Regions from separate parts of the Mus musculus genome. Here regions 1 and 2 are each linked to region 3. A link is a contact called in public Hi-C and HiCAR-type data. All regions are on one chromosome and are shown on one strand. The core of a region is the stretch at or near the end of the contact, and the rest is flanking DNA. Distances in the headings are between cores, read along the strand shown.

What was found. A called contact is a pair of places that touch in the nucleus more often than the background predicts. HiCAR-type assays count read pairs that join an accessible place to other places.
Region 1: a contact with region 3 is called in a Hi-C map of cerebral cortex, with 1.9 times the contacts expected there. The contact joins two enhancer-like sites. A contact is called at or near these places in 1 of 15 datasets of contacts at CTCF or cohesin (the NIH/3T3 cell line), 4 of 484 Hi-C or Micro-C datasets (the HL-1 cell line, cerebral cortex, embryonic stem cells and 1 more), 4 of 115 datasets of contacts at active chromatin or transcription factors (double positive thymocytes, forebrain, heart atrium and 1 more) and 1 of 9 other capture datasets (embryonic stem cells).
Region 2: a contact with region 3 is called in a HiCAR-type map of astrocytes, with 2.1 times the contacts expected there. The contact joins two enhancer-like sites. A contact is called at or near these places in 3 of 484 Hi-C or Micro-C datasets (astrocytes and neural progenitor cells) and 2 of 115 datasets of contacts at active chromatin or transcription factors (both in astrocytes).

What each region holds. Positions count from the first base shown.
Region 1 is chr9:41,271,911-41,275,892 of GRCm38.p6, reverse strand. No RefSeq gene overlaps it. Among named protein-coding and RNA genes, the nearest start is that of Gm25401, 66 kb to the left of the region's middle. Within about 2 kb of position 2,597, at least 110 of the 459 cell types and tissues checked have an H3K27ac peak or open chromatin away from gene starts, as enhancers often do. A contact at or near this core is called in cerebral cortex and forebrain, where this site is marked.
Region 2 is chr9:41,696,760-41,701,044 of GRCm38.p6, reverse strand. The region is part of intron 2 of Gm35835 (a long non-coding RNA gene); the gene reads left to right. Among named protein-coding and RNA genes, the nearest start is that of Gm35835, 39 kb to the left of the region's middle. Within about 2 kb of position 2,819, at least 53 of the 459 cell types and tissues checked have an H3K27ac peak or open chromatin away from gene starts, as enhancers often do. A contact at or near this core is called in astrocytes, where this site is marked.
Region 3 is chr9:41,463,104-41,467,627 of GRCm38.p6, reverse strand. The region is part of intron 3 of Mir100hg (Mir100 Mirlet7a-2 Mir125b-1 cluster host gene); the gene reads right to left. Among named protein-coding and RNA genes, the nearest start is that of Mir100, 66 kb to the left of the region's middle. Within about 2 kb of position 3,032, at least 76 of the 459 cell types and tissues checked have an H3K27ac peak or open chromatin away from gene starts, as enhancers often do. A contact at or near this core is called in astrocytes, cerebral cortex and forebrain, where this site is marked.

The DNA.
Region 1 (3,982 bases), core at 1,348-3,847, 190 kb after region 3:
AGTCCAAATGAGATAAAAGGCCAAGTTCACCATCTCAGTAAACGTGCTTTCGACGGACTCTACCCAGATGTTTGGAGGGTTCCTGTAAGTTCATGGCCCAGGCTATGCCAGGCATCTTCCCAAAGAGAATCAAGGGGAAGCCACGAGCATGGGGCACTCTATTTCTCACCAAGTGTTTTCTCATACATTCTTCTGGGAGTTGGAGAAAGACAATAACGTGCAAATGACTCTGACAGAGCCAGAGTATTGAAACTCATAGTAGAGTGTAAATGTGGGCACAGCAAATGGCCTGATTTTACAATGGAAGCACAGATGACTTTATAGGTGTAAGTGATTGTAAGGGTTAAAAAAGCAAGAGTTTATGACCCGTAAGCATTAGATGAGCCCTGCTAACCTCAGTGTCCACAGAGTTCTCCTCAGGTGCAGTCACCCTTGTTCATTTATATAGTGTCTAAAGTCACCCTGGCACACAGAATCAGCACAGGCCGATGGCCTGCAGAGCCATAGAAAATATGAAAACATGGCTCTTTATAAGAACAAATGCTGGTAAATCATGATGCAGGCAGTCATTTCTGCAGTAATGTTCGTTTTGTTTGAGGGGGCTGGAAAATGGGGAAGAGAAGTAGGTGGGACTCATGTCTATTTAAAAACCAGAAAAGTACCTAGTGTGACCAATACTTGGGAGGTAGAGGCAGAGGCAGGGGGATCAGAATTTTAAAGCAAGTACACACATGCACCCATGCACACGCACACACACAATTAATAAACAAAAACAAAATAGAGAAAGGAAGAAAAAAATCATCAACCTCATAATGCCACCTTTGATCCACCCTAGACATAAAAAAGTCAACCACCTACTTTATCAGTTCAAAGTCGATTAAAAGTTATAATAATTAACACCACCTTCCATAATGTCCCACAATGCACCTCGTGCAGCCAGCTCCCTGACACCCATCTCTTCAGAGGCTTTTTTTGGGGGGGGGGAACTAAGGGGAGGCATGTTGGTTGGTGGATGGAACAGAGATGTAAGCATTAAAAATTACTGAATATGGGTGGCAGTGGGGCACACCTTTAATCCCAGCACTCTGGAGGCAGAGGCAGGAAGATCTCAAAATTCCAGACCAACTACAGAGTGAGTTCCAGGACTGGGCTCCACAGAGAAATCCTTGGGGCTGGAGTGGGAGGGGCGATACTGAATGGAAGTCACGTGGGTAGCAGTGCTCCTTCTACAAAACCACAGCATCATTCCTTTGTTTGTCTTTAAAAGTCGGTTTGTTTGTGTTTCACATATTCATTACAAACTCCTTTAGGGCAAACCTGAATGTATTTTTTGATTGCACTTTTTCACTGGTGGCGACTAACACTGAAACACAAAGGTATCTGTGATAAATGAATGATTGATTGAGCAGATGAATGAATGAATGAATGAATGAATGAATGAATGAATGAATGAATGAATGAATGACGAAAGCCAGGAGATGTGAATTCTCTTACATTGGGAAGAAACCTGTGCAGCACTTCCCAGAGTACCTGTCTCTCAGCCAAGAGCATCTCTCTCCTGTGGACAAGGAACTTGAGGAATCAGCCCTGCCAACTTTCCAGCAGGTGCTTCCATGATCTGAAAGGACCAGAGTACTCCATGCCTGGTGTGAGGACTTCACAAGCATTTGCACACACAAGCAGCTCACTAAGTTCGGCTCAGGTGGCTAAAATCCAATTTTTACTCCAGGGACAACTCGCCTACTTAAGTTGACTGAAAGCACCCGGCAAACCACCTACCGAAACCCTCCCCTTTGTCCCTGTCGGTGTGCAGATGATTCGCCAAAGTGTACACACCCCAAATTTATACAGTGTGCCTCAAGATGTCCTTTGTAAGAGGGAGTCGCTGGGAAAACAGCACTTTACAAAAGAGAGCATCAGTCTAGGGGAGGTCCAGCGATGCGGCTGTAGCAGCTCCTGCCACCTCGCAGAGTTCCTAGATAATAGTTCTTTTTTGTCTCCTTCCCTTCTTAAGTCGGTGCAGGGTGGGGTCGGTGGAGGCGAGGGGGATCCAGTCGTTAAAATCTATCTGAGACGCCTACTTGGAGTTCTCTGGGATTTGTGAAAATTTGAGCCTTTCCTAAACAACAAAGAAATCAAGATTCTGGGAAAAGCCCACGCCCCTCTAAGGCTGCTGGTGTGAAATAGAATCGCACCGGGCAATGTTAGCTAGCCATATTACTCTGCGAAGGTGCTCGCAGCTGCAAAGCCTTACAGAAGGAAAGCTGCAGGGCTGGGACCCCACGTCCAGGGGGAGAGCTGGGGCCTCGATGCAGGGGGATGCCCAGACATCGGCCCCGCCCCCATCCCTCCCTCCCTCCCTCCCAGTGGTCATGGCTGAGCAGCCTCGGGTCCGGGTTAAACAAAGAGACTGGTGTGCCTTAGCGGGGTAAAAATCTTTCTTCTCCCTTCGTGCAATAGGTGATATGTAGTAAATTAATAACAGAAAATACCGTAGCCAAAAAATATGGCAGTATTAGAGATCTGGCCCCTTCCTGCTCTTCCATGTCCCTCCCTGACTGCCTTGCAGCTCAGCAACCAGGACCAGACAGCCACCCCCCCCCTCCCTCCTTAGCCATCATTCCCCGCCCCCTTCAAAACTCTTTTATTATCAGTTGAGTCACGTCTCCTGCCAAGCAAAAGGTCATTTCAGGTCATCTTGGAGACGAAAGGACGGGATAATACATTTGAAGGTGCTGGAATTGGCAAGTCCGCGTGTATATATGTATATGTATATATATATATATATATGAGTAAGGGAGAGGGAGAGAGAGAGAGAGAGAGAGAGAGAGAGAGAGAGAGAGAGAGAGAGAGAGAGAGAGAGAGAGAGAGAGAGGTGCCAGCATGCTCAACTCTGCCAGGAAGAGAAGAAATATTTCAAGGCATGACAGGGGCAGCTAGCTGCCCAATCTGTAGCTAATTCCTTATAAAAATAAGAATGTGGTTTATAATTGTGTGCTGCCTGAAGGGTCATTAAAGTTTCTAATTGTTCTCATCCAGTATCTCTTTTCTGGCCATTCATCAGAGAAAGGGTTGCAAAAGTGTTTGTTGTGGAAAGGAAGTGGGGGTGGGGGCCCGTTGTGGGGAGAGGGCAGACTGGGACCTGGAGTAGACTGACTGCGTGGCACTTTCAGGATTTTAGAACCACAAGAGGAAAGCGGACAGCGTGTTTAAGAGTCTCCACAGCACGCACCGGTTGCTTTGTTTTGAGATGAGGAAAGCAAAATTTGCAAATAGTATTTTTCTATGCTGTTTACAAGGACTTTCTCCTCCTCCCCCTTCCTCCTCCTCCCCCTTTCTCTTCCTCCTCCTCCTAAAGAAGATGTCTTCTAACTTTTCTGAGTTGTTAATTCAGTATTATTTCAATAAAGACAATTAGCAGCCTCTGAATTCTCACCAAATACATTTTTTTCCTTCCTTTCCATTCCCACTGCAGTATTTGAATGCCCTGGATTGGCTTCACAGTTTTTTCTAAGAAACAAGAACTACTCTTCTTACTCTTCTTCCTTCCTCCTCTTCCTCTTCCTCTTCCTCTTCCTCTTCCTCTTCCTCTTCCTCCTCCTCCTCCTCCTCCTCCTCCTCCTCCTCCTCCTTCTTCTTCTTCTTCTTCTTCTTCTTCTTCTTCTTCTTCTTCTTCTTCTTCTTCTTCTTCTTCTTCTGTTTTTATTTTAAATAAGACACATGCCAACAGCAATGTGTCCAGGGAGCTAGAGGTTTGGGTAATAAATTATTTGCTCCCACATTCCAAAGTATCTTACATGGAAAGTCCCCATCCACCCTACCTCCCACCAATGGCCTCTATTCCTCCCTGTCTTACTAGCTGTCCTGGTTTGCTTTCTGTTGCTGTAATAAAATACTGACCAAATGCAACTTGGGGAGAAAGGTGGTTCACTTTATCATAAACTATACAATCCATCATGAGGGAACCAGAAGCAGAACCCAT
Region 2 (4,285 bases), core at 1,570-4,069, 230 kb before region 3:
TGCTTCTTCTTCTTCTATCAAACTTGTCAGCCCCTGCCTGTCCTTATATGACCCAGAGAGCCTGTTTCTTGGGGCTGCCAGTTGACAAGTAAGGTTGCCAACAGAAGCCAGTTGCTCTCTTCTGACGTGGGAACTTACAACCTGTCATCTTTTGTTGTCTGCAGAGCCGAGAACACAGCCAAGCCAGCAGGGAGAGTCTGTCGTTGAAGCCTAGATCTCATTGGAATGACGTAATGCATTCACACATACAGAGGAAGAGAAATGAATGCTTACTGCGGCTACCCTGCTCAGCCCCCAAGTAGCCAGGGGGGGAAAAATCACATGGGCAGTGACAGAGAGAGGACCCAAGGAACTGTTTGTTTTCCCCTAGGTCTAAAGCCAAAACAAAGAGATGGATTGGTCACAAATTGGGCTGCACCTGCATCTTTACTAGCATCTTCAACAACCAACCCTGACTCTGATGAGAGCCAAGCTCCTAGGTATACTAGAAGTAGAATATGAGAGTTAATTGGTTGAGAAGGTTGCAAACAACTTGAGAGAGAGGCAGGGAGGAAGGGAGAGGGAGGGAGGGAGGGAGGGAGGGAGAGAGAGAGAGAGAGAGAGAGAGAGAGAGAGAGAGAGAGAGAGAGAGCAAAGAATGCAATAATCAGGGGAGAAAAAGACAAAAAAGAAGATCTAGCAAAAATCAAATACAAATTAAAAGTCTCCCTGGAGCGTTGTTGCAACGACACCAGGCTGGATGGTCAACAAATAACCAGTGAACTCAGCAAGAAAGTTTGAATTATCCTAAATTGGGGTGGGCTGCACAGCTGCCTGGAATTTCAGTATACATTTGTTTAGGCAGCTCCCAGATTACTTCTTTCTTCTCACCCCCTGTCTGTGAGCTTCCTTTTGATGGGGGCAATGACAAGAAGCTCTAGGTGGCATCAGTTGGAGAGGCCTGGAGACCTGCCAGGGCCACATCATATATCACTCAAGAAAGCCCTGGAGTATATGCTGACTCAGGGCTAAAGTTTTACCGAGGAGAACAGACATGCAAGCATCAAGCCATGGGGGGGTGGGGCACCAACAAAAAGAGGGTTTCCTGAAGGATGAGGACAGGCAGACACAATCTACCCTCGGAACAATAAGCCAGGATTACACCTGCACGCTTCTAGGCCATTGTATACAGTCTGACTCTGAGTATCACCTCTCATATGGAAAGGGAACTTGGTCTGGTTGTCTATCGTAAAGAGTGTTGTTAGGCTCATCTGCAATGGCACACCAAAGCTATGATCATGATTGTTGATCAGGTAAGACACCTCTGACATTCACCCAGAACAATATTATCTGTCCCTGACCTCCGAGACTGATCTCCTCAGTTGTGAGAGTATGTGATTGATTTATTATTTCCACTGTTACATGAGAAATAATGCTCCCCCTTTTAATTTGCTCAGATTGCGGTCATTGGAGGGACTAGTGAGCCGGTGGCAATGACATCTTCACAGTGAAATCCCTATTGATAGTTCTCCATCGATCTCTCTTTCCACATCCATCACAGTTGCTTTAAAGTTCCTGAAAATTGACCAATACTCCCTACCTGACAGTTCCCCTTACCCATAATTCATTTCTTTCAGTGTCCGTGTCTTGAAGCAGTCAGTGAAGGCTTATCGCTATAGCTATCTACCTTTGTCTGTACACATATATGCACACAGTACCTGCCTCCATGGCATACCAAACCTTCTGGAAATAATGCACAATTAATTCTCTTGGCTGCACTTCAAACAAGCTCAAAAGGGATATTTTCCCTGTTTTCTGGATGAAAGGCAGAGGCCCATTCGTTCATGGGAAGAGCACTACAAGGATTTACACTGACTTTTCTGGCAGCCCAGGCCTTGCACACGTTATACAGCAGTCTTCTTTACTCCCCTGTGGAAGAATTAAACACATCTCCTTCTACTTTCTACATTGGACTGTGGAAAGTGGCAGATCTGTGCTAAATGACCCTGTGGATTGAGGGGGACTAGAGTCTTAATCTTTTGCCGATCTCTGGCTTACACTTTCTGAAGCTGGCTTGTTTGACTAGTAAATCAACTCTGTGTCGATCCAGTTCCCTGCATTTAGGCCATGATTACTCCCCAGCCACAAGAGAAGGAACCTGGTGCTCGGCAAGTCTATCATCTACCTCTCAGGCATGGTGCTAGACCGTAAGAATAAATTCAAAGAGCTCAGGGAAAGAGAGTGTGCCTGCAACCTGCTCTCAGCCCAATAGTCGAAGGTAGATGATTAGATGTCATTAGAAGAGCCTCTCTAAGCCCCGGGACATAATTAACAGAATGGTGACCACCTGCTGTCAGGTGCCAGCATTGGGGGTAATTAGTAAGCCCAGTACCTAAGGATCACAAGGTCTAAGAAAGGAAAGAAGCAGAGAGAAAGACAGAGAGAGAGAGAGAGAGAGAGAGAGAGAGAGAGAGAGAGAGAGAGAGAGAGAGAGAGAGAGAGAGAACACATTCAAAAAGGCAGAGTGAAATCCCAGAAGAATCTGAGAGTTTAGAACAGCAATCTGGAAGAAATCAATCGGGTCCTTTAGGAGCTGCTGATGTCACAGCAGCTAAGCCAGCGAAGTGTCACTGAACCTGAGCACCTAGGGATGTTGGCTGACCTACTCACAGCCCAAAGCCACTGTCACTGTGCAGCAGGGTCTGTCGTTTAGCATCTTACAAATAAAGGAAAGGAAAGCAATCGATATGCAACATGACGAAAGCCTGGGAGAGCCAAACCCGGTTGGCAGGTCACAGGCCCGAGAGAGGCGAGAGAGACAAAAAGGGCCTGGAGATGTCAGCCTCAGATTTCTCAAGCCACACAAAGGCTGTTGGCTTTCAATACACACTGCTTGCCTCTGTTCATGGGAGAAAGGGGAACAAGGTGGTCAGTGTTAAAGGAAAGAGGGGGACAAGCGCCTGACGACAGTCTTGGAGCTGAATTTAAAAACATCAAATTAGAGGCATGTGCGCTGAAATGAGGCTCCGCTGCCTGGGAACGCACCTCCCTAAACAAATGCAGCAATTACGACGGCTGGTGCTTTGGCTCCCGGGTAGCACATTGAACACTGATGGGGGCCAGCGAGCCCACTCATTTCCCAAATCGCCCCTTTCACAACATCTCCACGGGAAAGTTAGGCCTGTCAGCTCGCTGCTTTGATGGCCACTAATACGACATCGCTCCAGGAGGACAAAGCTTAGTGTATGTTTCGACACTGTTCACTTAGCATGTTCCGCAGCCAGCAAGAGTTCCTAGCAGAAATCTCTCTGTCTTTTATCTTTAACATTTTAAAGGCTCAAATCAACTTACTAATATTACGAACCTAGACTTCATAATAGTATGTACACACACACACACACACACACACACACACACACAGATGCTCCTAAGAATTGTACCAAATGGTGGCCCTGCATCCATACATAGCAGTCTAGATTTTCTCTGAAATTCAGAACCAACTGACCCAAGCACTCACTCACAGGGCCCTGGAGTTGATACTGTAGCTACCAGGCTACATTCTTGACTTCCTCCCTAACATGGAGTTCCCATAAACTCTGTTGTTGTTGTTGTCTTGTTTCTGGATCTCTGGGTTTCTTTTAACATCCAGCTCCTAGGACCCCTGAGTTGGCCTTACTCCTACCCTGCTCTCACTCCATGTCTCCTGCCTTGTCTTATCTTCCTAGTCAAGGCTTCCAACTGCTTTTTGTAAGCAGTCATTGTTCAGGGTCTTGGTGTGACCTGAATATATTAGGAAGGTGGCAGGAGATCAGGGAAGGAGAAAAGAAAGAAAAACAGCAGAGCAGAAAATGCTCTGTGTGCAAGGTCTTTCCCAACAGAAAGCAGTTTCCTCAGGAGTTAACAGTGATGGAGTTTGTTGGGTGGGTTTTAATGTGTTCTGTCCTGAGCTTCTTGTTTCAAAAGACTTCACAACCAACATAAGTGAGGCTACTGTAATACAGTGCTAGCAAAAAATGGAGGCTATTACATAAATATGAAAGAGTAGGGGTTCCTAATAATTACCCTAATATTTGTTCCTTTCAGTAACAGACTTTGCCCTGAATAGAGTTGGGTGGTAGCCCCAGCCTCATTACTAACAAAGTTCCCAGCCTCATCTATCACAAAAAATACTTTCATACTCAAATCAAAGAAACATGTAACTGCCAAGTCATCAGAGATACAGGGACAAGGACTGTGGGTTAAAGGTCAGAGGGCTAGGAGCTGTGAAGAAAAAAAATAATCACAACATACCCAAGAGAAGTAAACT
Region 3 (4,524 bases), core at 1,783-4,282:
CCTGACAGGTGATGCTATAGTGCCTGCCAACTAAGGCTTAGAAACGAATGGCTAGCTCTACCAACAAAGACTGAATTCTCCAGTGACTCACGTGTTGTTGCCCTATGAATAAAATATTTAAACATAGGAAGTTACTCAAACTTCATGTAGCCCGTGCCTCAGAAGTAAATCTAACTCATCTTACCCAAATGGGTTTCTTTGCTATATATTCTCATTGGCACACACACACACACACACACACACACACACACACACACACACACCCCTCATCTTTTCTAGTATCTGCCATGAATTGTTCCTTAATCTCTTGTCCTTATAGTTTGTTTCAGTAGTGACGTCTCCTCTCTATGAAATGTGACTTTATTGAAAGGTAGTCTGATGGGTATGTAGAGTTCTCACTTGCTCAACATCCTCCACCCTCAGAACCTTGGTCATATACAGAGTAGTCACTGCAACTTTCTTGATTCCGATTGGTAGCTCTCCGATGTGCTTATGTTCCAGTTACACAGAAATGTGATTATTTATCGTATGCCATGACAGCCACATTGCAATTTTATTGGAAGCAACAGTGGTGCTATAATAGAAAAGTATACTTAGGTAAAGACCTCTAGACACCAGAGAGAACTATGGAGCAACAGAAAGCTCATTGTAGGATGATACATTAAATGATCCTTAAATCCATCAGGCCAGTACTGCTATTTCTGGCATTGTATGCATTGAAAGGCAGAGCACATTAAACCAGGTGCAACTGGAGATTCAATTCTCCTGAGTTTCTTTTTTGTTGTATATTAAAGATTGATGTTAAAGGCCTCCCCTGACTGAAAATGTAGGTCTGTGGTAGAACAGTTGCTTAGCATACAAAATACCACCAACTCCATGCTAACTTTTAAAAGCTGAATATCCTTTTCACAGTCAAGGACATTCCTCCTTTTCCAGAAAGATGGCTCTATGGCCAATAGTCAAAGAGATGAGAAACTCAATTTTTATATAAAGAAAAGACAAAAGCCAAGCATGGTGGCATGTACCCATTGTCCAAGCTACTATAGAAGAAAGATCCTGAGCCCAGGATGTCAAGACCAGCATCAGCAATGTAAAAGGACTCTGTCTCAAAGAAAGAAAAGAAGGGGCCACAGAAGAGAAGAAAATAGTAGGGAGTGGAGAAGAAAGGAAAGAAATTCAAGATGGCCAACAGCACCTTACCAAAGCGCACAGCTAACTAAGAATGTCCGCTTTTGCTCGAATTTCTGATGCTGTTTTGGTTTCCTGTGAGACACAGGCCTTCACAGCTGCCTATTTGGCTCAGCTATGATCAGTGATTTTGTCCTTTAAAAGGTTGTGCTTCAGGGCTCCCAATGGAGGAGCTAGAGAAATTACCCAAGGAGCTAAAGGGATCTGCAACTCTATAGGCGGAAAAACATTATGAACTAACCAGTACCCCGGAGCTCTTGACTCTAGCTGCATATGTATCAAAAGATGGCCTAGTCGGCCATCACTGGAAAGAGAGGCCCATTGGACACGCAAACTTTATATGCCCCAGTACAGGGGAACGCCAGGGCCAAAAAGGGGGAGTGGGTGGGTAGGGGAGAGGGGGTGGGTGGGTATGGGGGACTTTTGGTATAGCATTGGAAATGTAAATGAGCTAAATACCTAATAAAAAATGGAAAAAAAAAAGGTTGTGCTTAGAGCTTTATACCTCTCCAGCACTGGGCCTGTCACATACAAGAGAAGATAGGCAGGGGGAAGATGACATCACCATCAACCACTCCTTTAATCTACTAAGAAAAAAGGAAGCAAAAGGAAGATTCCTGTCTGACCAGGGAAATCTCAGGTCCAGGTGTCTGGAAGGACCCCTCACTAACTACATTACAAGAGAGGACATTAAACTGTGTGGGCAGTGACAGGGCAGTGACCACCATCATCAGCAATGAGGAAAGAGCCCTGAGCTGTGGTCTTTGGTACCATTTGTGTTTTTGAGCTCCCTGGTTTGTTGGACTTAGTAGCAATAAGATTCTTAAGTCAAAGTCTGATGATGCAGTTGTCCACAAGAGTTTTCTTCTATGTCTGTAGTTCCTTCTATCATGTACAGTGAGTCTCACTATGACCCAAAGCACAAGGGATGGCCATGCAAGCACAAAGGGACCCAAGTGAGCACAAGCCTGTCTACGTGTTCTCACACTTAGCCTCTGCTGCTCCCAGCACCCAGGAGTAGAGGGATCTCTCAGAGTGTGTCTGGCAAGAGATGCCTCAAACCCTGTAAAAAGCGGGAGACTCACATATCCAACCAATTCTGTCTTTAAGTTTCCGCTCAGAATTCCCTGGTACTCTGATTACCCACGTCTAAACTTTGGCTTCTCCACCCATAGAGTGGAAGCTGTAAAATTGGTGCATCTCAGAGAATGACTGAGAAAGGTGAAAGGAATAGTACTGAACTATCAACACAGGACCTGGACAGCACTGAAACAGCCAAAGATGGCTCTGCCCCTCTTGTGAATATTACCATGGCCATGTATGGATGGCAGAAAGCAGAGAGAGGAGAGGAGAGGAGAGGAGAGGAGAGGAGGAGAGGAGAGGAGAGGAGAGGAGAGGAGAGGAGAGGAGAGGAGAGGAGAGGAGAGGAGAGGAGAGGAGAGGAGAACAGAGAGACAGACACAGAGACACAGACAGACAGACAGAGAGGGAGGGAGAAGGGTAGACAGACATAGATAGACAGAGTGAGACAGGGTAGGGAGAGAGGGAGGAAGGGAGAGAGGAAAGGAGGCAGAGACAGAGGGGAAGGGGGAGAAGGAGAGAAGGACAGATAGAGGGAGGGAAGAAGGAAGAGAGGGAGGGAGGAGAGAGAGAGAGAGACAGAGAGAGAGAGAGAGAGAGAGAGAGAGAGAGAGAGAGAGAGAGAGAGAGAAATATCAGTCACCCCCACAGCCTGCCTATGATATCCATTTTCAGGAGTACAGAATATGTCTCCAGGTCAGGCTTGCTCTCAGAGTGAAAGCAAGGAACAGCACCAGAAAGGCCTGCCCTCACAAGATGGGCACCATGCCGGGTTACGCCTGGTCCTGAGGAGACATCGCTAAAGCATTTCAACAGGGCTCCTCTGAGCCAGCTCCTGGGGCACACACAAAGACCCATTCAGGGTGACTGCAACTCTGAAAGCCAGCAGATGCTCTGAGGGGCCTGGGAAGGGGTGGAGAAGCCACACAGAGCCTGGCACTAACCCTCTGGGCCCCGCCCTGGGCAAGTGGGCCTGGAGGGCTTGGGTCTGCAGCCACTCCACAATCTTTGTTTCTCCCTCTATTTCTTTTTCTGACCACGGTCCAGGGCAACAAGGACACCAGCTGCCATAGAATAGATTGAATAACGTCCCCCGAGGAGGCTGGAAGCACCACCTCTCTAATGCCAATCCATTTGGCAGGGTATTCAATCGAAACAGGCCATTACTAACTGGCTTGCTATTGCCAAGTGCCTCTTTAAAATTGTGTGTGTGTGTGTGTGTGTGTGTGTGTGTGTGTGTGTGTGTGTGTGTGTGTGTGTGTGTGTGTGTGTTTTCATATGTATATGTATTGGTGCATGTGCACATGAGGATGCAGATGTGCTGTGTACATAGACCAAAGTCATCCTTGGGAATTTAAGCCACTCCCTTTAAGACAGGATTTCTCCTTAGGCTAAGCTGGCCAGTGAACTTTGGAGATCGTCCTGCTTCTGCCTCCCTCGAGTTGAGGTTGTGAGCCTCTACCACCACACCCAACATTTTTACGTGGATCCTGGGAATCGAACTCAGACCCTTAAGCTGGCAAGGAAAGCATTTTACTGGCTGATCCATCACCACCACCATCCTGCCCAGTCTTAAAGGTGCCTCTTTGGGGAGGGAGGATATACCCCTCAGAGGTTCCTAGTCTGAGCAGATACAGGCTAGAACATGGAAGTGAGTTATTCCCCAAGATTTACAGGTGGCTCCCTGTCCTTTAGCCTCTAATTTCCTACCTGCCAAATGACCTGTTGGAACTCAGAGTAGCTACCATGTGCTTCATCTGAGCAGCAGCCTGGTTGTGGGTCCCTCCTTCCTCTCCATGTCATGTTGACTTGCAAGGAGAGTTCCTGGTCTAGGTGTCCAGCTTCAAAGATGCTTCAAGGACCACATTCCTTGGATGCAGACAAACAGGATTACCTGCTTTGCTCTCTCTCTCCTAATACACAGAAGGCTGTTGTGTGAAGGACACAAGCAAACCAAGAAGCAGAAAACAGAGACTCTTGAAGTCATCAAGGTTGGATGACATGATCTATAAGTCAGCATCCCATTCTAGAAAAGAGCTGAAAGGACTTCTCAAATCAAGGCAGTTGTAGGTCAACCAATCACTGCAGTCCTCTGGATGTGTGTATTTATCTGGACATCATGCTCTCTCCCAGCCATTTAAAAAAAGTATATGGAAATTGTCTGCTTGTCCTCTATGTTCCCAGTGGTCAGTTGCTGTACTTAACACCAGCACCTCCCAGTGCTAACACAGAGCAGGAATTTAGTAAGTGCTTACT